Linked DNA regions of Sus scrofa: region 1 is linked to region 2. The links are chromatin contacts, called in public Hi-C maps. All regions are on one chromosome and are shown on one strand. The core of a region is the stretch at or near the end of the contact, and the rest is flanking DNA. Distances in the headings are between cores, read along the strand shown.

Evidence for each region. Hi-C and Micro-C count contacts between places; a contact is called where the count stands out from the background.
Region 1: a contact with region 2 is called in a Hi-C map of skeletal muscle, with 4 times the contacts expected there. The contact joins the promoter of VPS39 here to the promoter of TMEM87A in region 2. A contact is called at or near these places in 4 of 47 Hi-C or Micro-C datasets (adipocytes, embryonic fibroblasts and skeletal muscle) and 1 of 2 datasets of contacts at active chromatin or transcription factors (alveolar macrophages).

Annotation. Positions count from the first base shown.
Region 1 is chr1:129,140,204-129,146,485 of Sscrofa11.1, reverse strand. It overlaps VPS39 (vam6/Vps39-like protein), which reads right to left and starts at 2,148. Exons shown (of 25, transcript XM_021097283.1): 1 at 1,928-2,148. TMEM87A (transmembrane protein 87A) reads right to left here. Exons shown (of 20, transcript XM_005659710.3): 19 at 5,837-5,867; 20 at 4,318-5,578. The coding sequence ends at 5,537.
Region 2 is chr1:129,093,591-129,100,110 of Sscrofa11.1, reverse strand. It overlaps TMEM87A (transmembrane protein 87A), which reads right to left and starts at 1,723. Exons shown (of 20, transcript XM_005659710.3): 1 at 1,477-1,723; 2 at 150-210. The coding sequence starts at 1,635. It overlaps GANC (neutral alpha-glucosidase C), which reads left to right and starts at 1,798. Exons shown (of 25, transcript XR_002345333.1): 1 at 1,798-2,712; 2 at 4,191-4,253; 3 at 5,990-6,167.

The DNA of each region.
Region 1 (6,282 bases), core at 899-3,398, 46 kb before region 2:
TGAGCCACATGGCACTCCCTGCATCCATCTTTTTTACATCCTAGTCTGAATAGAATATCCCACCCTCCATCTTCCCATATTAGGCAGCATATGTCTCTAGAATCATTTATCTTGTAATCTGTTCATATTTGTCTGCCACTGTGTGTCTTGGAAGCACTGGCACTGTTTCTTATTCATCCTTGTCTTCCAGTCCCTAGCATAGAGACTGGTCCATGCAGGTACTTAACACATACTTGACGATGAGACAGGAGAATGAGCTTCTTTGTGCTGAGTGTCAGGTCTTTAATTTTTTCAATTTCTTTTTTTCTCTTCTATTTATTTTTAACTTTTACTGAGAGCATTTAATAACTGAAAATGAGATGGGTTTTTTATTGTTTTGTTTGTGTTTTTGTCTTTTTAGGGCGGCAGCCGCTTCATGTGGAAGTTCCCAGGCTAGGGGTCAAATCAGAGTTGCAGCTGTTGGCCTATGCCACAGCCACAGCCAACACCAGATCAGAGCTGCATCTGCAACTTTCACCCTAGTTCATGGCAATGCCATTTCCCTGACCCACTGAGCAAGGCCAGGAATCAAATCCACGCCCTCATGGATACTAGTCAAGTTTGTTACTGCTGAGCCACAATAGGAACTCTGAGGTTTTCTTGAAAAAACTGGAGGAAGCAGGATTCTCTCCTAACCCAAACAGCTAGGACAGTTTGCTGTAGAGGTGTGACTTTCAAGAGGCCCAGGGCTAAACAGTAAGGTCCTACTGTATAGTATAGAGAACCTGATAAACCATAATGGAAAAGAATATGAAAAAGAATGTGTGTGTGTGTATGCATAACTGAATTACTTTGCTGTACAGCAGAAATTATCACAACATCGTAAATCAAATATATTCAATAAAATAAATTAAAAAAAAAAAAGAGGCCCAGGGCTGCTAAAGGCAAGAGGGCACATATTAGCAAAATGTGGTAAAAGCACCTTACTGAAGAGGATATGAGAACTCTGACTGGGTGGCACTGCCTATAGATAATGAATAGGATGCGGCTACCACCAAGATTCCACCAGACCCATCCACAGGTACCTAGCTTAGCATAAGATTTAAGGATTCTGAGCCACCTTTTTATGGCCCTTGATTTCTAGGATCTATCTATACATTAACAGGAAAGATGGAAGTTCCTTCTCTTTGGTCTTCGGTTATCAGACACAAACACTCATAGATAGGAGCATAAAGTTCATAGTCAAGAGTCAAGGTTTATTTCAGAAATCAATTGAAATTCTGGAGCATTGCAAGTGAAAAGATGCTGACCCTGCTTTCTGCACTGGCCAATTCCAAGAGGATCATGCAAGCTTTTGTGGGTTAGATTTCATGACATCCTGGAACCCACAAGGGTTGGATAACCTGGGCACTTTGACACTAAAGCAATCAACCACTTGGTTAGATTAAGAGTGGAGAGTAGTAAGTTAGCTACAGGAATGTAAACTAAGCGATGAGTGATCACTAGGGGAAAAAGGCATACGTGTTAACTTATTCAATGCAAAAAACCGCCACTAAAACCAAAAAAAAACCACAAAACAATGTTGTCTTTCACCTGGAAAACACAAAAATCCGGACAAGTTCAAGCCCATGGCAGGCGGAGAACTTCCCACTGCTTTGTCCTCCCCAATTAAAGACTTCTTAGGGATCGAAATGAGCCAAAGCTGAGTACAATCAATAAGGAAACCTCCACCTCCAACCCTATACCGAGAGCAAGAGCATGTGAACGTCCCTAAAATACGTGGATCCCCGGCGACCACCCAAATAGCTCCACGACCCTCGTCAACAGTGCTTTGCCCTCCCCCTAACCCAGGCCCCTCTCGGACGGCGTCAGACCGGAGTCCACACAGCCAGTCGCCCGTCCACTTCCCTAGCCTCGTGAAAGGTCCGGCGCTGACCCCTTGGCTCACCCCAGGCAGCCAGACAGTCAATTTGCAGAGGCAGTTTTTCTAGGATCGGAACCGGCTCGAAGGCGTCGTGCATGGCGGCGAGCGAAATCGCCTCCGCGGTCTCACCCGCACTGTTCGGGGTCGGAACGAGGCCAAGAGAAGAGACAGGACCCCTGTTACTGGCCCGTAGACAACAGAGCCATCATCAACACCGGACTTCCTGTAGAGTGAAGCCCTCCCCTTCCGCAGTTGAAGCCCCGCCCCTTCCTCCCCGGCTTCCGGTGCAAACTCGAGGAATGCCCTGGTATCTGCGTCCTTTTTCACTCAGGAACAAGCTTCTCCATTGTGGAGCCTGAGTTAGCCATGGACTTAACGAGGAGGAAAGAGGATCTTAATATTAGAAATGTATAAGGCAGCATACTATGGTGAAAAATTCAGGCTTTGGTTATCAGACCTAGATGGGAGATCTGCCATTTAGGAAATTAGCTAAGTAGCTGTAATGTTTAAGAAACTTAATCTCCATGGGAGTTCCCTTCTTGGCTCAGCGATGAATGAATCCAACTAGGATCCATGAGGATGCAGGTTCCAGCCCTGGACTGGCTCAGTAGGTTAAGGATCTGGCCTTGTGGTGAGCTGGGCTGTAGGTTGCAAATGCTACTGAGATCTGGCATTGCTGTGGCTGTGGGATAGGCTGGCAGCTACAGCGCCAATTCAACCCCTAGCTGGTAACTTTCATATGCTCCAACTGCAGCCCTTAAAAAAAAAAAAAGAAAGAAAGAAACTTAATCTCCAGAAACCTTAGTTTTCTTTTCTGCAAAATGATGGTAGTTTGCATACCTCCTAGCCTTTTGAGCGATTAGCAATGCCTGACACTCTAAGCACCCAGTAATTGGTAGTTTTAATATTACCTTATAAGCCCAAATAGTTTAAGTACTTTACCCATATATTTTAAAGATTGTTCTAAAAGTGTGGTCCCTAGACCAGCAGCATCAGCTTCAACTGCGAACTTGTTAGAAAGGCAGTCTCATTCTCAAAAACTGGAGTAGGGGCGAGGAGGCGGTGTCCAGCAGCCTATTATTTAATAAGTACCCAAGGTGAATCCATGAAGGTTAAAGTTTGAGAACAAATGCAAGAATGATCTGTCATCTGGCAGTTTACCCACAAAAAAACAGCTATGTCATAAACGTAAGCATTTGGCTTAAAGCAAAATATAAAAGAAAAAGAGTGAGTCCATGATAGGAGCTGTAAAAACAAAAAAACCCAAAACAAAAACACCCTTGGTCACTTTATTTTTATACAGTGTCAGTTTCTTCATATGAAAATTAGGAATATTGTCCCATCTTTACCAAATGCTGTTTCGGATAATCAAATATTTTCAGGTAGTAAACATAAAAACTGTTAAAACTTTGTGTTGTGGCTGGTTTTCACTATAGAAACTGAACATCTTGAAAACTTAGAATTACCAGCTGCTGTGCTAGAAAGCCTAATACTTTGCTGTGCTGGAAGTTCCAGATCCAAGGACCAAGACCAAAATAGCAATGTAAACTTTAAAGTAACAGGTCAATATGATGCTATAAATTCTTTCTGAACCAATTCTAAGAACTGATGCACTGTAGCCAATCCTAGTAACACAAGAAGCCATAAAAGAAAGCAGAATTATCAGGTCCCAGACTATAGAATTTGTACTATACACTCCTGCTTAACACAATAGGTTTTTATTTTTGTTTACCTAGTCTCAAGTCAACATCTAGCCAGCCTAAAAATTGACCAACTATCTTGATGCATTATGACTATTACTCACTTGCTAAGTTTCACCGTGGGAAAAGAAAAGCAATTGGCAGTAATACCAACCTTCTACTAGTGGGTCAACCTGAGACTAGAGTCAGTTCTTCGTATTGTTCTTTAGATATACTGCCTAGATGATTTTTGTTGTTGTTGCTGTTAATCACCATACCAAACAGTTATAGAGAAATGTTACATAAATGTTAACACTTTCACTATAGTATGAGTTAGTGAAGATTGTGGTTGTGTGGTCACCGGTTTGAACAGAAAATAAGACAACTATGAAAACCATGGAAGGGGAGTTCCCATCGTGACTCAGGAGTTAACAAATCTGACTAGCAGGTTCAATCCCTGGCTTCACTCAGTGGGTCAAGGATCCAGCATTGCTGTGAGCTATGGTATAGGTTGCAGACGCAGCTCGGATCTTGTGTTGCTGTGGCTGTGGTGTAGGCCAGTGGCTAGAGCCGCAATTGGATCCCTAGCCTGGGAACTTCCATATGCCATGGGTTTGGCCCCAAAAAGCAAATAAATAAATAAATGAATAAAATAAAAACCATGGAAGGGAAATTCTACAAGAGAGTTTGGGAGAAAGAAGGGTCTTTAGGAAAAAAAGTGAGAAAATCTATCAATTTTGTTAAAATTTTTTTAATATTAAAAAGTGGTATGAACTTTCTATGCAGAACAAAAATCTTGGGAAGGCAAAACTGGACAAAACCATTCAAACAAATATAGTGCTTCAAATGAATCCCATCACCTTGTGATGTTTCTTATAAACAACCGCTGAACCAACACCAATACAAGAACAGTTGATCCTAAACAATGAGCAGCAGTCCAGGGCCTCCACACTATTTCATGCAGAAAAAATTGTTTAAGCCAGAAGGACCTGTTTCTTTTATATTAGCTCCCGCTTCTGAAGCACTGTAATCCCTTTAGCAGGGTGCTCACTCACATGCACTTAAGATGGACTGCCTCTCTGCATCTAGTGCAACACCCAGTGAAAGGCATGAAAGCAAACAAAGCACTGCCTAGAACTCCCGCAATGCCGTCCTTGGAGGCTTACAAAACAGTAGTTAAAAGTTCTGGAGTGTGCACCACATTGCCAGCAATGGGATGTGTCACAATAGCAGATGTCAAAAGAGTTAAGCTAATATTTCTCTCTAAAGTACATCTGAAATAGAAAAATCTTCAATATACACCATTTGTAAACAAAATTGCACTTGATTTCGCTTTTCAAATGATCTTAATTATACTGTAACAGTCTCTCTCTTTTTTTTTTTTTTTTTTGTTCTTTTAATCATTGATAGAACCGTGGCTCCTTAACACAAAAGGATTCTTTTTTTTTCTCAAAACTACGCCTGCAAGATTTAACCTTGGCTTCCCAGGAAATGCAAAAATAATTAACAATTTTCCCCATCACCTATTTAACTCCCTAAATAAATAAAAATTACAGGCAGTTGCTCCTGGATATTACATATTATGGCATTGATGTCGTAGTTCTTTAGGAGATGTTAAACTTTTTAGTGTGACAGATTAAACAATTTAAACATTATAGGAGGTTCAGGAACAACATATATAAAAGTTGCATAAACATCCACGTCAGGGTAAGGAAGAGAAAGGGGCATCAATGCTGCAAATAAAAAACTTGTAAGTTTTTCTCATCCTATGAACTTGTTTTCAATAGAATGCTCTCCTTGTTGCAAGACCTTTCGCCAGCTCCAATGCACAAAGATCAAGGAACAGATCAGGATGTCATTGCCTCCTTTAATCCCACGGAGCAGTGCAGAGACTGACACAGAAGCTGATCTCTTCCCAGTCACTAGCCATCTTCAACTGCGAATCTTCCCATTCCTACTCCATTTTGGACCTTTCGAAGTGCGTGATCATTCGTTCCTGGGGGGGCAGGGGTCGGGGGAAGAAGGTTTATTCTATGTGTATTAATTCAAATGGTCTACATTCCAAATATCTTTTACAAAGATGATCTCACACATTTTCTGTAAGTACTTAAGTTCATTAAATATTTACAGCAATGGTTCTTAACCATCTATGAAGATTCTGAAACACAAAGATGTCCAGGCCCTACGCAAGATTTAAATGAATGGAAATTTCTAGGCTACTGGATATCAAACTGCAAATAGTTTGATTACTAACCTCATCTGAATCCAGAAGGGCTGGAAGTGCTCTGCAGAGACAAAAACAAACTGAATGATGTAAAATATAGCCATAAATGGTTCATAAAGGACAAGAAAATAATGAGTGCATTTAAAGTTTTTATAATTATCTAAGATTTGCATTCCATTTCAGAAAAAGAAAAAGCAAATACAAAAAAATAAGACTCATACTTACTAGAACTATATGGACTTTAATAGGACCAATGTTTAATTAAAATTAAAGGCATGGAGGAGTTTCCGTTGTGGCTCAGCAGAAACAAATCCGTTGAGGTTGCTGGTTCGATCCCTGGCCTTGCTCAGTGGGTTAAGGATTCGGCATTGCCATGAGCTGTGGTGTAGGTCAGAGGCGGCTTGGATTCAGCATTGCAGTGCCTCTGGTGTAAGCCAGCGGCTATAGCTCTGATTCGACCCCTAGCCTGGACCTCC
Region 2 (6,520 bases), core at 474-2,973:
AGTTATACCACATATGTTTATTCTTAGACAGTGCTGGACTATTAAACTTCAGAACTTATGTTGCTCATCAGAGGTAGAAAACAGGTAATTTAAAAGTTTGAAGACCACTCAAAAACTCAATAAAACTTCATGAAATGCAAAAAACTCACATTTCAGGAAGATAGTAGTATTTTTGAAGAGGATCTTTCCAAAACTAAAATAATTTTTCCCCTGCAAAGATAAAGAAGAGAAAGGATAATTAGCATCAAATCACTTTAATCCCCAAAGCAGCATGCAACTGGTATAAAAACCTAAATTTATAAAATGTTCAAGTTAGTTTTCTTAACACACATACAAAAAATGCATAAATATCCTTCCTTTTAGTAAAATTCAACCATATCCAATCTGCAGGATTTTGAAGCTTGGTGCGGAGACATGATTTTTTTTCCACAGGCCATGAAGCAAGGACTCTGGAAGGAAGGCTCCTACAAATCCTCAGATAACTTAAATCTTCATGGAAGGTACTCTTTAATCGGTTCACTCCTTTTACTCACTGATCATTGTCTAGAATAACCAATCATTTCTTCAAACAAACTATTCTATGAGCAGATGGCCAAATTCAACTATCAACCATTATACAAGTAACAGTACCTAAAACCGAGAACCTGAAGATCTTCACCAACTGAACAAAAGCTATAATTCCTGCCATATCAAAAGCTCAAATAAGATTTGGGCATTACAACCAGTGAGCAGAGCAGAACAAAAAAGACTACTGTGATTTTAATAAGACTAATGACTTCTGGCATTTCCTGCCAGCTTGTGATTTATCAGCTCACAGGACTATAGCTCTTACTCAAAGGAGGTTTTAAAAGGGCCGAGGGTCAACCTATCTAGTTAATTTGTCCAGAAGAAAAACTAACTTCTCACAATAAATTTTAGAATACTGTTTCTTCCGTTTTGTCCACTCTCAAATTAGACTACATTTCAAATGCTTAGGCTTCCTAATCACATGGCAAAGCTTAGAATAACTATTTCAAAGTCCAAACGAAATCAAACAGCTTCACAAGTAGAATCATCTAGTAGCCAAAAAATGAAGAGGAAGAAAAAAAAAGATGTCTATTTACATATCCCTCTCATTCAACCCGGAGTCATAAGATTCTGCGAAAGTTCAGCTGAAAAGAAAAACCACTTTCCACATATACATCAAGTTTACATGCCTCCAGTCAAAGAAAGTTCTCTGACTCTGCTGATAAAGAACCGCTCCATCACCACTCTCCGTTTCGGAAACGACCCTGGCATTACTGCTAATCTACCCACAGAAGTGTGCGGCTTTCCACTCCAGGTAGGTGAGTCCACGTTAACCAAGGACACAAACGCTCCCGGCAGTCCCACCCCTTTGGAAGCGTACTTTGGCGGAACCTTCCTGGACCCCATGGGCCGCCGTAGCCCCACCCCCTTACTCTTCCAGGCTCAGTTTCTCCTTAAGTGAACACTCACCAACGATATCGGTATGCGCCACTTGGATCGGTCGGCAGCTGCCACGGATGCCGGTCCTACACCGAAATGTGACAGTGGGGACGTGGGAGCCCCCAGAAGAAGAAGAAGAATGACAGGCAACACCTGAAGCCACGCAGCCGACGCCATCTTCACAGCCATGGAGTGCCTACCCAAAGTATTTCACCTTCTTCCGGTTCGTCCCGCCCTCTTCCGGCTCCCCTCTGGGGGCGGGATCATCCGGGTCCTCAAAACCGCAGGGGGCGTGTTTGTTTTGCGACTCAGCAGCCCCTCCTTCAGGCATACGTCACGGCCTGGTGTGAGGCTTTGTACCTACTGCGCAGGCGTCATCTTGTTGTAACCTAGTCACCTTGGAGCGCTAGGTTCATCGCCAAAAGCCATCGCCGAGTCTCTCGACTCCTCTACCTTAAGGGTTTGGGGACCAGACAAGAACCCCGTGGGGCGTTTGGCTCTCTCCTCCTCCTGTTGGCCCCTGTCCCTCATTCCTTCTGAGTCCGAGTCAAATGCCGGGGCCAGGAGTCTAGGAAAGCCGTAAGTCTGGCTGCCTACTTAAAGTCTAGTATTGAGTTCTAGGTTTCCGGAGGTATTTAAGCAAAAACTGGAATTTAGCCGGGGTGGAGTATAAGCGATTCCTAAACTGGACGGTGTAACAGATAACTCCTTTTAAAAAACCCCTTCTGGCCCTTAAGTCTGTGATGTAGATGTTGGCCGGCGCACATCAACTTAGAGCAGCCACCCGGCCGGCACTTCCTACTCACAGCTAAAACCGGGAGAGAGTGGGTCAGTTTTCAGTATCTTTGGCGTGACCGTCACTGAGAAAGATCTGCAGAAGCTTCGCCCAAGTCACGCAGACCGTCTTGGTACTTCCTGGTTCTCAGTCTCAGGGTTTTCATCCTCTGGGTCTGAGTTCACGCCCCCTCTGTTGCAGAAACCTTTTCGGTTCCTAATGAAGGTAGTTCCTGACCAGCCACTCAAAACCAAGAAAACTTTGCCCCCAAAAAACTAGTAGAAAGACTAGTTTGGGCGTGGAAATCCCAGGAGCAGGTGTCAATTTGTCACTCCTTGAGAACCTGGAGCCCCAGAAACTTGACGGTGGTAAAGCGCTGGTGGTTATTTAGAAAGACAATCTAAGAGACCGCCTGGGGCCTTTGCCTGAGAGCTGGGAGCCTGGTGAAGTGACTGGGAAGCCATGGAAGCAGCTGGCAAAGAGGAAATCAGGTAAAATCCCAGTAGTCCAGCAGGAACTGACTCCAGGGCCCACGGAGGCAGGCAGAACCTGGAAACAACATTCTGGCTTTGAAGATTTTATTGACTTTGATTGCGCTTGTTTGCACGTTTGGTATTTGTACATTAAATTTATATCTTTTCAATTCTCCAGAGAATTAGGTGATATTAATAGCCCCGCATGAAGTATTTTCAAGATAGTTAACAAAACTGGAAGAATTGTTATCAGAACTCTTAACACATGAATTTCAAGCATGTTGCTTTCCAAATTCCGCTGTATACACCTCTTCCTGAAGCATTCCAGAGTATATTCTTCAAAGCTGGAAAGAATGCTAATTTCTCTAATCTTTGCACACTTGATCCAAAGAAACAGTGACAAAGACTCAGTGAAGGATTTGATTACTGCCATGATAAACCATGTCCAAGTGTGTTTGTCTGAGCTTGTTTTCATAATATTTTGAAATAGTATTCAGTTATAGCTTCCTACGTAATCATGGTCATACTGACTACAGATGTATTCACTGTGTCTCATGCATGAAAGTCAATGTGGGTTTTTTTTTTTTCATTATAGCCTGTAGTTGTTTTATTTTTTTGTCTTTTTGCCATTTCTTGGGCTGCTCCTGCGGCATGGAGGTTCCCAGGCTAGGGGTCTAATCCGAGCTGTAGCCGTTGGCCTACGCCAGAGCCACAGCAGCGTGGGATCGGAGTGGATCCTTAACCCACTGAGCAAGACCAGGGATTGAACCCGCAACCTCATGGTTCCCAGTCGGATTCGTTAACCACTGCGCCACAACAGGAACTCTGCCTGTTGTTTTAATCAGTATATATTAAATACATATACTCAAGTAGCAATATACATACATCTTGATCATGTTCTCTTCAGAAACAGCTTTTCTGGAAACTTGATTTTAAAAAACATTGGCCCCTAGATTGTCAGCATCATCTTAAAAGCAAAGGATTTTCCTTCTCCATTGGTTTCTATCCTTATTCTAGCACCTTGCACATACCTCATTATAGCATCTGTCAGGTTGATTTGTGATGTCAGGCTCCCAAAGAAAGCTTGAACACAGTCCTTGTGTTATTATGGCCCTAACGCATTTTTACAACACAGTGGTTTATGTGCCATGTTTAACTAGAATTAAAGAAGGTGCAGGAGTTCCTCTCGTGGCTCAGCAGAAACAAATCTGACAGTATACATGAGGACACGGGTTCGATCCCTGGCCTCAGTGGGTTAAGGATCTGGCTTTGCTGTGAGCGGTGGTGCAGGTTGCAGATGTGGCTCTGACATAGGCCAGCGGCTACAGCTCAGCTCTGATTCGACCCCTAGTCTGGGAACCTCCATAAGCTGTGGGTGTGGCCCTAAAAAGACAAAAATAAATGAATAAAACAATAAAAAAATAAAGACAGTACAAAAATTGGATTCACAAACCCCATGTAAAATAGGTTTCATAAAATATGGGGTTTTTTTTTAGTGTTGAAGATGAAGCTGTGGATAAAAACATTTTCAAAGACTGCAGCAAGATTGCTTTCTACAGGTAAGGAGAGGAAATGTATGACCTAAGTAAAAGAGTTCTGAAAATATTTCAAAACTGATGTTTATTAAATTTTTGAGAATAGGCTTTCTGAAGAAAGAGTCAACTAGGAAACTCAGTATTAAGGAGTTTATCGGATAGAAGACATTCACCTATACTACTTTAATGTGCTGTTGTATTTTATTATGTTCTTATTAATTATAATTAATTATATAATTATACATTATCATTAAAATTACTATATTAATAAACAGGTATTTTATTTTCAAAGTCAAAGCTTTTTTAAAGTAGTGTTAAAATTTTGAATCTTTGAATAGGTAATACTTTTACACGGTTCAAAAATCAAATAATATAAAAAGATACACATTGAAAAGTGTTACTGTCATTCCTGCCCCCTTCCACCCCATTCCAAATCTTTCCCTGTAAGTAACCAGATTTATTCATTTCTTATTTATCCTTCCAATATTTCTCTTTGTGGATGCATATATTCTTTTTTTTTTTTTTTTTTTTTGTCTTTTTAAGGCCACACCTGTGGCATATGGAGGTTCGCAGACTAGAGATGGAATTGGAGCTGTATCTTCTGGCCTATGGCACAGCCACTGCAACTCAGGATCTGAGCCACGTCTGCAATCTACACCACACCTACTAAGCAAGGCTAGGGATCAAACCTGCGTCCTCAAGGATGCTAGTCAGATTCATTTCTGCTGAGCCACAATGGGAACGCCAATGCATATATTCTTATATCACTGCCATTCTTATGCCAAGTAACTTTCAGTAGACACTCTTGTATAGGTCTTTTTTTTCTGCTTCATAATTATTCTGAAGCCCTCTACATGAGTATATGGATTGTCCTCCTTTTAGAGCTCTATAGTATTCCATTGGGTGGATTTTAGAATTTATTTATAAATTCTAAAATTTATTCAGTCTCTCGTCAGTTGCTATATGCTTGTATCTTTTTAAGATGTTTCTTTTTTTCCATTATAGTTGATTTACTAGACCCTTCGATTGTTTTCAGTCTTTGCTATAATGTCACTGCCACAGTGAAAAGCTAGGCATATGTCATTTTGTACACATGCAGGTATATTTTTAGGGTGAATTTCCAGGAGTGGGACTACTAGGTCAAAGAGTAAATGTATTTGAAATTTTAACTATTACCCGATATCCTTCCATAGAGATTGTGTCATTTTGCACACCCATCACCACTATAGGATTGCCTGTTTCCCCAGAGCCTCAAAAAATATTTCTTTAAAATCTTTTTTTTTTTTTGACTGTCTGCCTTTATGTGATCCTGAAACCGAAATCCCCAAAAGTTATACAATTTTCTACTTTATTCACACTATATAAATGAAGAAAATCGTATCATTTTAATTATGAACATGTACCTTAGAGGGAATTTTATAGTGAACTTCTGGTCACCTTGTCAAACCACTAAATTATGTTGGATAGCCACTAGAATTTAGAGAACTTCTATTACAGTGTACATTTCGTGGGAAGAGGGACGGAAGTCAACAAGCTAATAAATGTCAGCTATGAAAACTGCCCCACCTTCTCAATAAAGGGGACAAAGTACCATCCTTGAGCAGTATTATGTTGAACAGTTTCATTAGTATTCTTCTTTTTTTATTAAGACTCTTATTAATTTTGTTAGCACTCTAAAGTACTCCTGTTAGTGCTTTATTGAAGTACTAATACTGTCTGCCGAACTCACTATCAAAGTCACTTTTAATGACTTCCATAAGAATATATAGTCCTTTGGAGGCTGACAATCACCAGTGGTTCTCAGACATCTGTATACTCCGTATCTGTAGACGTCAGAAACAGCAGCTCTCCAAGAAGTCTACCTATCGGGCATTACTAGACTCAGTCACAACAGGCAAAGATAGCACCAGGTTCCAAATCATCAATGAAGTAGCAAAGGTAAGATAAAACTATTTTGTACAGAGAATTATTTATGTCTGTGTTTATTTGGGTTGAATGAAGTAAATTTCCACAAAGCCTAATTAAACTATGTATGCTTCAGAAGTAAACTCTGTGAGAGAAGTAATGTCATCTTTTTCATAGCTACACTAATACTACTTTAAAAGTCATATGAGAAGTTTCTACTGTGGCTTAGCAGTAACGAACTCAACTATTATCCATGAGGATGCAGGTTCGATCCCTGGCCTCGCTCAGTGGATTAAGTATCCGGCCTTGCCATGAGCTGTGGTGTAGGTCACAGGCATACATGGATCCTGCATGGCTGTGGCATAAGCTGGCAGCTGCAGCTTCAA